Linked DNA regions of Capsicum annuum: region 2 is linked to region 1. A link is a contact called in public Hi-C data. All regions are on one chromosome and are shown on one strand. The core of a region is the stretch at or near the end of the contact, and the rest is flanking DNA. Distances in the headings are between cores, read along the strand shown.

Region 1 (4,729 bases), core at 1,381-3,880:
TTAGTAAATTTTAGATGCATTTTAAATGTTCGTCTCAATTAAGAATGCGACGTACGCATCTTTTCGGGACATTTAAAATTCAAAGATGTAAAATACACCTTGATAAATACTTTTCTAAAATTAACTTGACAAATATTTTTAAAATTTCACCGATTTATTTAATATGAAATAATAGACAAGTTTTTGGTATAATAAAATAAGTGAATTTAGATCAAAATAGTTTAAATCAAGATAAGTCAATAAAGCGACCGTACTTGAACCATGGATCTTGAGGGGGTGCCTCACACCTTCCCCTCAGTCAGCAGAACTCCTTACCCGATTTTCTGTTTTTGCAGACCAATAAAAAGAGTCATTTCCTTTTGATTAGGGATTCAAAAAAGTGACTTGGAACACTCTAACTCAATTTTAAGTGACGACTCTTTAAATAAATTAATCCCTATTCAATATCATCACTTTAATTGAAAAAACTCTTCGACTCGACACTTTCGAGCTAAAAAAGGGGTTTGACAGATATGGATTAACTTCATAAAATTCATTGATGATATTATATACACCTGCATATACATATATAGAAAGAGATATGAAAAAGTTGAAAAAGCGTGCTTATTCTTATTCCTTTCTTTATTGATCTCTATTGTACTTGAAAAGAGAGAGAAAAAAAGTTTTCGTGTTTTGGTATAAATCCTCCCTAAATACATGGGGATATAAATATTGGAAGTTAAGACTAAGAAATTAGTTAAGAGGTGTCTAAGATAACTATATACGAAATTTTGCCTGAAACTATATATCTAGTATTAATTTCGTATATCTATTATGTGTATCTGGTATTAATTTCATATATTTATCCATACGTACCTAGTATTGATTTGATGTATCTAGCATTAATTTAATGTATTCAAAATCAATTTCATCTAGTGTATTCAATACAAATTCATACAATGAATTCAAAATAATGTATCTGATATCAAGCTGCCTAATCAAAACTTATAATACATGTATGTATTTGTGCATAGATACCTACTTAAAAGGAAAAGGAAAAAAACGAAGATCTCCACTAATAAAGCCACCAATTATACCACGACGTAGTACGGATGGTGTTATGTTCTCATATGTTGGGACTGTTGAGGGAAAGGTACTTACTACCTTTGTTTCGATAAAAATAACCTGTTTTTTTTTTTTTAATCTGTTTAAAAGGAATGATTCATTCCTCTTTTTTTTAGCAAATCTTTAATCGTAACTTTTCACATAATATGTTTATGATCACAAGATCAAAGGATATTTTGATGTGTTTGATATAACTTTAATTTAGAATTACAAAATTTAAAAATCTTCTTTATTTTCTTAAATTTTTTAATCAAAGTCAAACTAAACCATTCGTTTTTACATAACTTCTGTTTCACATTGTCACTTATCTACATAGACTATATGTCCTCAACAGATCAGCTATTTAACTTTTTTTTTTTCCCCATCTGGCGTGTTGAAGTGGATATGGGCAATGCCAAACTTCTGGATGAAAAAGTGGGAAGCACGACAGATTTAGGGTTAGAAAATTTAGAGGAGAAAGAAAAAGGAATAGGAGAGAAGGATAAATATTTTGGATAAGAAAATATTTGAAGCATAAACATGTGATAAAAGAGGTTAGCTTGATGGAGTAAATGTGTTATGTATTAAGTTTTGAGGAGAGGAAAAATCTAAATTATGAAGATATATATGATTATTTTAAAGATGTGAAAAATATTAATGATAAGGATGTTAAGGAAATGTGCAAGTTTATCCTTGAAAAAAAATTGTAAGAAATGTCTGATAACGTACCATCTTTAAAGAATTTCAAGAAAGAGGCTTAAATGAGTGATTCTAAGTAAATCTTTCTTGAAAATGAGTTATTACACGATTTGATTTAAAAAATAGCTTTTTAAGATTTAAATGTCTTCTAAAACATAATAATCATTGTGAAATTAATGAGTACGACTTATTTTAAAATTAAAAGTAATATACATACTTGATAAAATCTTAATTCTATTTTGAAATCATATAGTATATATTATTTAATAACTAATTTATTTTAACAATACTAACATAATCCGAACCAACTACTTAACCATACCTAAATTAATTATCCGTACAAAATATCGAATAGAGTGGTTCATGATTGGTTTTGGTTAGGCTAAGCTTTGATCAAACAAAGACAAAACAGGACCACAGATTTGTGCCTGTCAAGTTGTTTATGTATTATTTCTCCGGTCTCAAAATAGTTGACATAATTTTTTTCAAAAGTAATTTTAATTAGTATTTTAGTATTTATTTTTTAATCATATTAAAAAATACTACTTATAAGACTTTTCATATAGTTTTTAAATATTTAATAATTTTTTAATATCTAAATTTTACTTTTTAAATATTAAATTAATCTACTTTAATTTAATTTTAAAAATTAATCAAATTAATTCTTAAAAAACAAAACATGCTAACTATTTTATGATAGAGGAAGTATATCCTATCAATTAGGACTCATTTGGTACAAGAAATAATGAATAATTAGTTACTAAATTAATTTAAAAATTAGCTTATTTCATATTTAGTTAGAATAAAATATATTGATAACTCATTTTAAATTATAATACTGTATTTTTTTTTTTTCCCACTTTAAGAATAAAATAATTAGTCTCAAAATTAATGTTGGTTAACTTGTTTCCAACCAAACGAGCCCTTAGTATCACAAAGACAATAATAGGTGGTTTCCCATTAAAATGGCGGATATTTCTAGAATAATCAACTTGATTCCTTTTTCTCTTTAAACCAGATGGATTATCTTTTTCTGTTACCCATAGTTTTATTTTCTTAAATGAATTTCAAGAATAGGAATAAAGTTTCTACTTTTTAGTACATAGTTTATTGTCTTCCTTAAAAAATCTCTCTTCTTTCTTGATATTATTGAAACTGAAATGGCTGTGGCTATGGTTTCTTGTGGGATATCCACTAGTTTAAAACTTATAGAGAAGCAGCCCATTTCAACTCCAGGTTTCTTTAATGGATCTTTAGCTTTGAATCCTGTTCAGAGATTGCACATTACATCCAAGAGGTAAGCTGCTTTTTTGTTTGAATTTCGTTTAATTCACCTTAGCCAATTTGTTATTTATTGATTGTAGGAAGAAGAAGAATTAATAATTTTTCTAATTGTAATTTTGAAATCTTATTTTCTTCCATGTTTTTTATATATATGTTTTCTAGTAGATTTGTGAGTAGTGAGTAGTCAACTAATGTCTTTTGACTTAGTCACAAGATTTGAAATGCAGCTGGATAAATGCTTTACTATGTGTTGAGATCATAAAAAGCATCTAAAATTTTTATCCATTGGTCAATTAGGAAAGGACAATTTTTTTTTTTGTGTGTGTGTGGTGGTGGTGGTGGTGGTGTGTGTGTTTTTTTTTTGGGGGGGGGGGGGGGAGGGAAAGGGGAAATGGGGGATGACAAGACGAGGATCGAACCCTCACCAACAAGGCAAAATGATGAAAGTTCAGGTAGTCAACCAATTGAGCTACTAAGATTCTGCCATGGGCAATATTTTAACCTTACACAATATTTGAATTGAATATATGGACTTGCTAAAGTTTAGTACTTATATGGACTTGGAAATAATTTAAATCAATCTACTTTGTTTTTTTCCAGATTAGCTTTAGCTGGGAATGGAATTATTCCAAAAGCATCTGCAGCTACAGCTGTGGAGGTAACTAGCATATAACCATTGAAGTAATTGTACCTTGTTGTTTATTTTTCGTTTGCGATTGATATGTTTGTTTTTTGATTCATGTAACTGATCAAGCAGGATGGAAGTTCACAGGAGACTGCAGTTCCAATGCCCAAAGTTGTAATCGATTTGGATTCAGATCCAGAAGCAACGGTTGTAGAGGTTACATTTGGGGATCGCCTTGGTGCACTTCTCGACACAGTAAGAATCTCTTACTCTTTATGATTCAAGTGTTGAGTGCTATTGCTTCCAGTTCTTGTCTTGATTTGCAAAATGTGTTTTAGATGAATGCACTGAAAAACCTCGGGCTGAATGTTGTTAAGGCTAATGTCTGTCTTGATTCATCTGGGAAGCATAACACATTTGCCATCACAAAAGCGTAAGTTCATGTTGTAGATTCCTTTATGCTGCTAGGTGATTTTTCTGTATGTCAGAGTACTTTCTTAGTCGTTGCATACTATCAGTCATCAGATATCTGAAATATTGGAAAATACTTTCAGATGAATCTTTTATTATGGGGCTAACGGCATTAGTTTCCTGATTGAAGTTCTTATTGTTTCGCTATTGGGACTTTTTTTTAGTTCTACGGGTAGGAAGGTCGATGATCCAGAGCTGCTTGAAGCAATTCGTTTGACGATCATCAACAATATGATGGAATATCACCCGGTAGAAACTTCAGAAAGTTGTTGTGCATCAGTTGTTTGACTGTACCTCCTGAGGGATTCATATATAGCTTCTTCTTCTTACTGCAATTTCTGGTGCAGGAATCTAGCTCCAGATTAGCTATGGGGGAAGCTTTTGGTGTTTTTCAACCATATCAGAAGGTTGTTAATCGCCTTCATATGCTGTCCTCACCTCCAATGGGTGCATACGCCATTAATTATGCACGTCTATATTGGTTATTTTGAACATCATGTGGGCATGTTGTGTGTATATATATTTCTTTTGTGTGTGTGTGGAGTGGGGTTGTTTTCTGAATGTGCA
Region 2 (5,383 bases), core at 828-3,327, 140 kb before region 1:
ATTAATTGATCACTTACTAAATCATGATAATTTTTTCTTAAAATTTTATCTCTACGATTAATAGTATACATTAAATTTGAAAGTTACAATTTCAATCTCTATTTCTATGCTCGATGACTATCATTAATATGAGTAAGGGATAACATCATAAATTTCATTATCTGATTTATGATATTTTAATCACGTATAAATGGAATGAGATGAACTAAAATGACACTAAGGAACCACAAGGGTTGATGTGGTGGTTCAACACCTCACCTCTGGTGAATGAAAAAAACTTTGTGGCCAATTTCCTACCGCTTAGTGCTGTGGTCCGTTCCTTATCGCTTAGTGCGCTGATAGTAGGAATAGAGAATTAGTCTCACGGTTGCCGGCTGTGGAGATATCTTGAGAGACCCCCCCAAAAAAAAGACACTAAGGGAGTACTTCTAACCAAATCAAAATTATAGAATTAAGGCAAAATGACCTCCTGGACCCCTACACTATGTCGATTTTGTAAGTTAGACACTTCTACTTATATGTTTGTCATCTTGACCCCTGAACCTACTAAAAAACAACATTTTAAATACTTTTTTGGTGAGTGTAACACACTTTCTCCCACGTCAGCTGCCACGTCAGCCATATCTGCCATGTCATTTTAATTTTTTTTTTAAAATAGAAAAAGTATTACATTAAATTCCAAGTCATTTTTAAAATGCTACATACAAATTAAATATTAAAATTAATTTAATTAAATAAGAAAAATTTATAAATTATAGAAAAATTTGAATAATTATTTTTAAAATAAAAAATAATAAAAAAGTATTACATTAAAATTAATTAAATATTAAAATTAATTTAATTAATTAAAATAAATTTTAAATTTAAATTAGTAAAATATTAATTAATTAAAATTCTTAACTAATTAATTTATTTAAATTAATTAATTTATCAAATTTAAAATTCTTACGTAATTTAAATAAATTTTACTTAAATAATTAATTAATTTAAAGATGATTTACATATTTAAAATATTTAATTTAAATTAATTGTGGGGCGAGGGGTTGGGTGAGGCTGGGGGGTTGGGGAAGGGCTGAGTGAGGTGGGGGCTGCTTGAGGATAGGTGGGGTGGGGTGGGGTGGGGTGATGGGCTAGGGGAGGGGTGGGGTGGGGTGGAGGGCTGGAGAAAGCGGGTTGGGTGAGGCGAGGGGCTGGGGAAGGGGTTGCGTGGGGCTGGGTAGGTTGGGGGCTTGGGAAGAGGAGGGGTTACGTGGGGCTGGATGGGCTGGGGTGGGGTGAAGGGCTGGGGGAGAGGGGTGGGTGGAGCTGGGTGGGGTGGGGATGGGGGGGGGGGGGGGTAGGGGAGGTTGGGTAGGGTAGGGATGGGTTGGAGAGGCGGTGGGGTTGGAAAAAAATTTTAAATTTATTATTTTTAAATTAAAAATGATGGAGGAAAAAAATGAGGGGCTGGGGGTGTGGGGGTGGAGACGGGCTGAGTGGGGTGTGGGGGTGGGGATGGTCTGGGGTGGGGTGGGGAGGGAAAAAATATTTTTTTAAAATTTTTTTAAAATGATTTTTTAATTTTTAAAAATATTTTTAAATTATAAAAGATGGAGGGAAAAAAGGAACCTTTTTAATTTTTTTAAAATTTTTAAAAATATTTTTAATTTATTTAAATTTTTAAAAATATTTTTAATTTTTTTTAAAATTTTTAAAAATATTTTTAAAATTTAAAAGATGCAGGGAAAAAAAGGATCTTTTTTTTTTTTTTAATTTTAATATACATATATATATTTTTTAAAATTATTTTAATGTAAAATTAACGTCTACTCGCACCCCTAGGCGAGTGGTTACACTTTCTTTGTCCTAGTCACCATGTCAATGGTCAAAAGGTGCAAAATATTGATATTTGATGGATTTAAGGGGTCCAAAATGTCCAACTTACAAAAGTGAGATAGCTGAGGTTGATAAAGTAATTTTGCCTGGAATTAACCGTCCAAATCGTAGATCCAACTTCCCCTGCAACGTGGAATATAATCATTGGTCCACTATCACGTGGCATAAAATACATTTGGCTAACCGAACCGAACTCGACGCCACATTTATTTATACTTTGAATATCTCCTCCCGCAAATTTCATTCAGTTAATCCTTTTTTTGGAGACTTATTCTTCTTGATCTATACACATTTGTTTCGTATTGTTTGTGTTTTTTCCTATTTCAGATTTCTGTTATTTTCTTCATCTATTTTCATCAGTTAATACTCCATTTATTTGGCCATGGGAGAGAGGAATTGGAGGATTTGGACACGACATTCATTGTTGTTATTGATCAGTTGCTTCGTCTCTCAACTCTACGCTTCTTCCGATGTGGTAAGATAGATATCGATCTGTAATTAGTAATTACAGTGTATGTAATATGTGATTATGTTCATGTTTGTGTTTGCAATAGTGTGTCTACTAGATCATTTTAACGATGCATATATAGCATGTAATGTGTTCATTCTTTTGTTAATTGTAGAAAGTTTACGAGCCATTCGATAAGACATTTCATGGACGTTGGATTGTGTCTGAGAAAGAGGAGTTCAATGGTAAGTGTTTTTATGGAATTTGATTTATTTATATCTGAAAATTTGAATTTTGAATTGTCGAATCTTAGGAAAGTTATACGAATGAAACAGTAATCCGAAATGAAAGTATAAAATGTTGTGGACGGTTGACTGTTCTCATTTTCTCTTTTTGGTTTAAAGTATTTAACAACAACAACATACCCGACCCCAGTATATTTTCACTTCGTGGGGTCGGGAGGGTAGAATGTATGTAGTCCATACCACTAACTCAGTGAAGTAGAAAGACTGTTTCCGATAGACTCCCATCTCGAGACCAAACAACATAGGAAAAAACATAATATAAGAACAAGAAACATAAGGTAGTAAAAACAAACAAAACAACAGACAATAAAAACAATAGACAGTATCAGAAGCAAGAATATTACCAAATAATACCACCAAGAATCTTTCCTAAATCACAAACAATACCCAAAAACTCCAAGAACAAGATACTACCCGTGAAATGCTACAACTACCAGTCTTCATCCTACTAACCTTCTACCCTAATACGTGTACTCCACATTTTTCCTATCTAGAGTCATGTCCTTGGTAAGTTGTAACTGTTCCATATAGTGATAATTTTGAATTTTGTCGAATGAATGCATTTAAGTATGGTGACGAGGTTCATCCTTTTTATGTTAATGGAACTGAGGTACCTGATGTGGCATTAGCCATTATGAATGAGTTCATGGATACCTTATTGTTTTATGGTTGTACATTATATTGGTATATGCTAGATGTTCCTACTATTATGTACTTGGCGAATATCTTTCAGATTCATGTTTCACAACATGTATCTAATTGCTGTTCTAGCCTTGGCTGAAGGTGGTGGAGGTAGTGAAATAGTAGCAAAATGTTTGAAGTAGAAACTTAGAGTTATGTTGATTAATGTGTTTCAAGTCTTGTACAACTAAAAAATAAGGGATGGTTCTTGAATTTAATATCTCTATTATGTTTCTTGTGACAACATCAGTCTATACCTACATAATCAAGGCAAAGAAGGTGATAAAAATGCTTGGTGTAATCAATTGAATATATACCATTATTCAAATCCATTAAGATATTTGCCACCCGCTCAACGTATGAACCTGGAGTTGAAATACTTTGTGTACGCTGAAGAACTGTGTCCGTGGTGACAGATATGGCCCAAAATCCATTTGTTTCGAAGAAATAGAATTCCTTGCTTCTATGTCATATTAGCCTGTCTTAGATGTTTGTGTGATGTCTTTATGTCTATAGTGCTAACTCAATTTTTGATCGTTGATAAATTTCTCATTGTCGTGTGCCTTATATCATTGTGCAATGTCTTTATTTATACAATGTCGAGTCACTCTTTGGTTGTTTCAGTTTCAAGTGTTCATATGGAGTTGTAATTGTGTCTCAGGTGTGTGGAAACATGCCAAGAGTGAAGGACATGATGACTATGGGCTTCTTGTGAGTGAGAAGGCAAGGAGATATGCGATTGTTAAGGAACTTGACAATGTTGTCAGCCTCAAAGATGGAACTGTGGTTCTTCAATATGAAGTTCGCCTCCAGGAAGGACTTGAATGTGGTGGTGCTTATCTTAAATACCTCCGCCCCCAGGAGGCGGGGTGGATTCCCAAGGAATTCAGCAATGAGTCTCCCTATACTATAATGTTTGGACCTGATAAATGTGGAGGCACCAACAAGATTCACTTCATCTTGAAACATAAGAATCCTAAGAGCGGGGAGTACATTGAGCACCACCTTAAGTTTCCACCATCTGTACCTTCTGACAAACTAACCCATGTTTACACTGCTGTATTGAAACCAAAAAATGAGTTGCTAATCTTAGTTGATGGGGAAGAGAAGAAGAAGGCTAACTTCCTCTCAGATGATTTTGAGCCACCTCTTATTCCTGCAGAGACCATTCCAGATCCCGATGATAAGAAGCCCGAGGACTGGGATGAGAGCGAAAAGATTCAAGATCCAGATGCTAAGAAACCAGATGATTGGGAGGAGGATGCACCGATGGAAATTATAGATGAGGAAGCCGTGAAGCCTGAGGGATGGTTGGACGATGAGCCTGAAGAGATTGATGATCCTGAGGCAACAAAGCCTGAAGATTGGGTTGACGAAGAAGATGGTGAATGGGAGGCTCCCAAAATTGAAAACCCGAAGTGTGAAGAAGCCCCTGGGTGTGGCGAGTGGAAAAAACCAATGAAAAGCAATCCAGCGTACAAGGGAAAATGGTATGCTCCACTGATTGACAACCCCAAATACAAGGGTATTTGGAAGCCAAGGGATATTCCAAATCCCAACTACTTCAAACTCAACAAGCCCAATTTCGAGCCTATTGCAGCAATTGGCATTGAAATATGGACAATGCAAGATGGTATATTATTTGACAATATCATAATAGCAAGTGACGAGAAAGTTGCAGAATCATACAGGAAGACTGCATGGAAGCCCAAGTTTGATGCAGAGAAAGAGAAACAGAAGGCTGAGGAAGTAGCAAACGCTGGTGAGCTGAAAGGATTCCAGGTAATTGTTTACACTTCTTCAAGATACATCCCATTGTTCTTTATTTTTCCTTTCATTCCGTCACTTGATCTGAGATATATTTGGAACACTTTGCAGAAAATGGTGTTTGATCTCCTCTACAAGGTGGCTGACATTCCCTTCTTGGGTGAACACAAGTCCAAAGTCTTGGTGAGTGAATGAACCCGGTGTTTCGACTTTGCATGTTGTTTCCTTTTTATTTTTATTTTTTATGTGTTGACTAATTCGTAGACTCGTCTTGTAGGATCTTCTTGAGAAAGCTGAAAAACAGCCC

Evidence for each region. Hi-C and Micro-C count contacts between places; a contact is called where the count stands out from the background.
Region 2: a Hi-C map of bud shows a contact between it and region 1, with 2.7 times the contacts expected there. The contact joins the promoter of LOC107876000 here to the promoter of LOC107875996 in region 1. A contact is called at or near these places in 3 of 5 Hi-C or Micro-C datasets (bud, leaf and placenta).

The regions. Positions count from the first base shown.
Region 1 is chr6:206,112,342-206,117,070 of UCD10Xv1.1, reverse strand. It overlaps LOC107875996 (ACT domain-containing protein DS12, chloroplastic), which reads left to right and starts at 2,630. Exons shown (of 10, transcript XM_016722941.2): 1 at 2,630-3,079; 2 at 3,667-3,724; 3 at 3,824-3,946; 4 at 4,030-4,124; 5 at 4,327-4,411; 6 at 4,510-4,569. The coding sequence starts at 2,943.
Region 2 is chr6:206,255,692-206,261,074 of UCD10Xv1.1, reverse strand. LOC107876000 (calnexin homolog) reads left to right here and starts at 2,077. Exons shown (of 6, transcript XM_016722949.2): 1 at 2,077-2,350; 2 at 2,499-2,568; 3 at 3,971-5,091; 4 at 5,188-5,259; 5 at 5,354-5,383. The coding sequence starts at 2,258.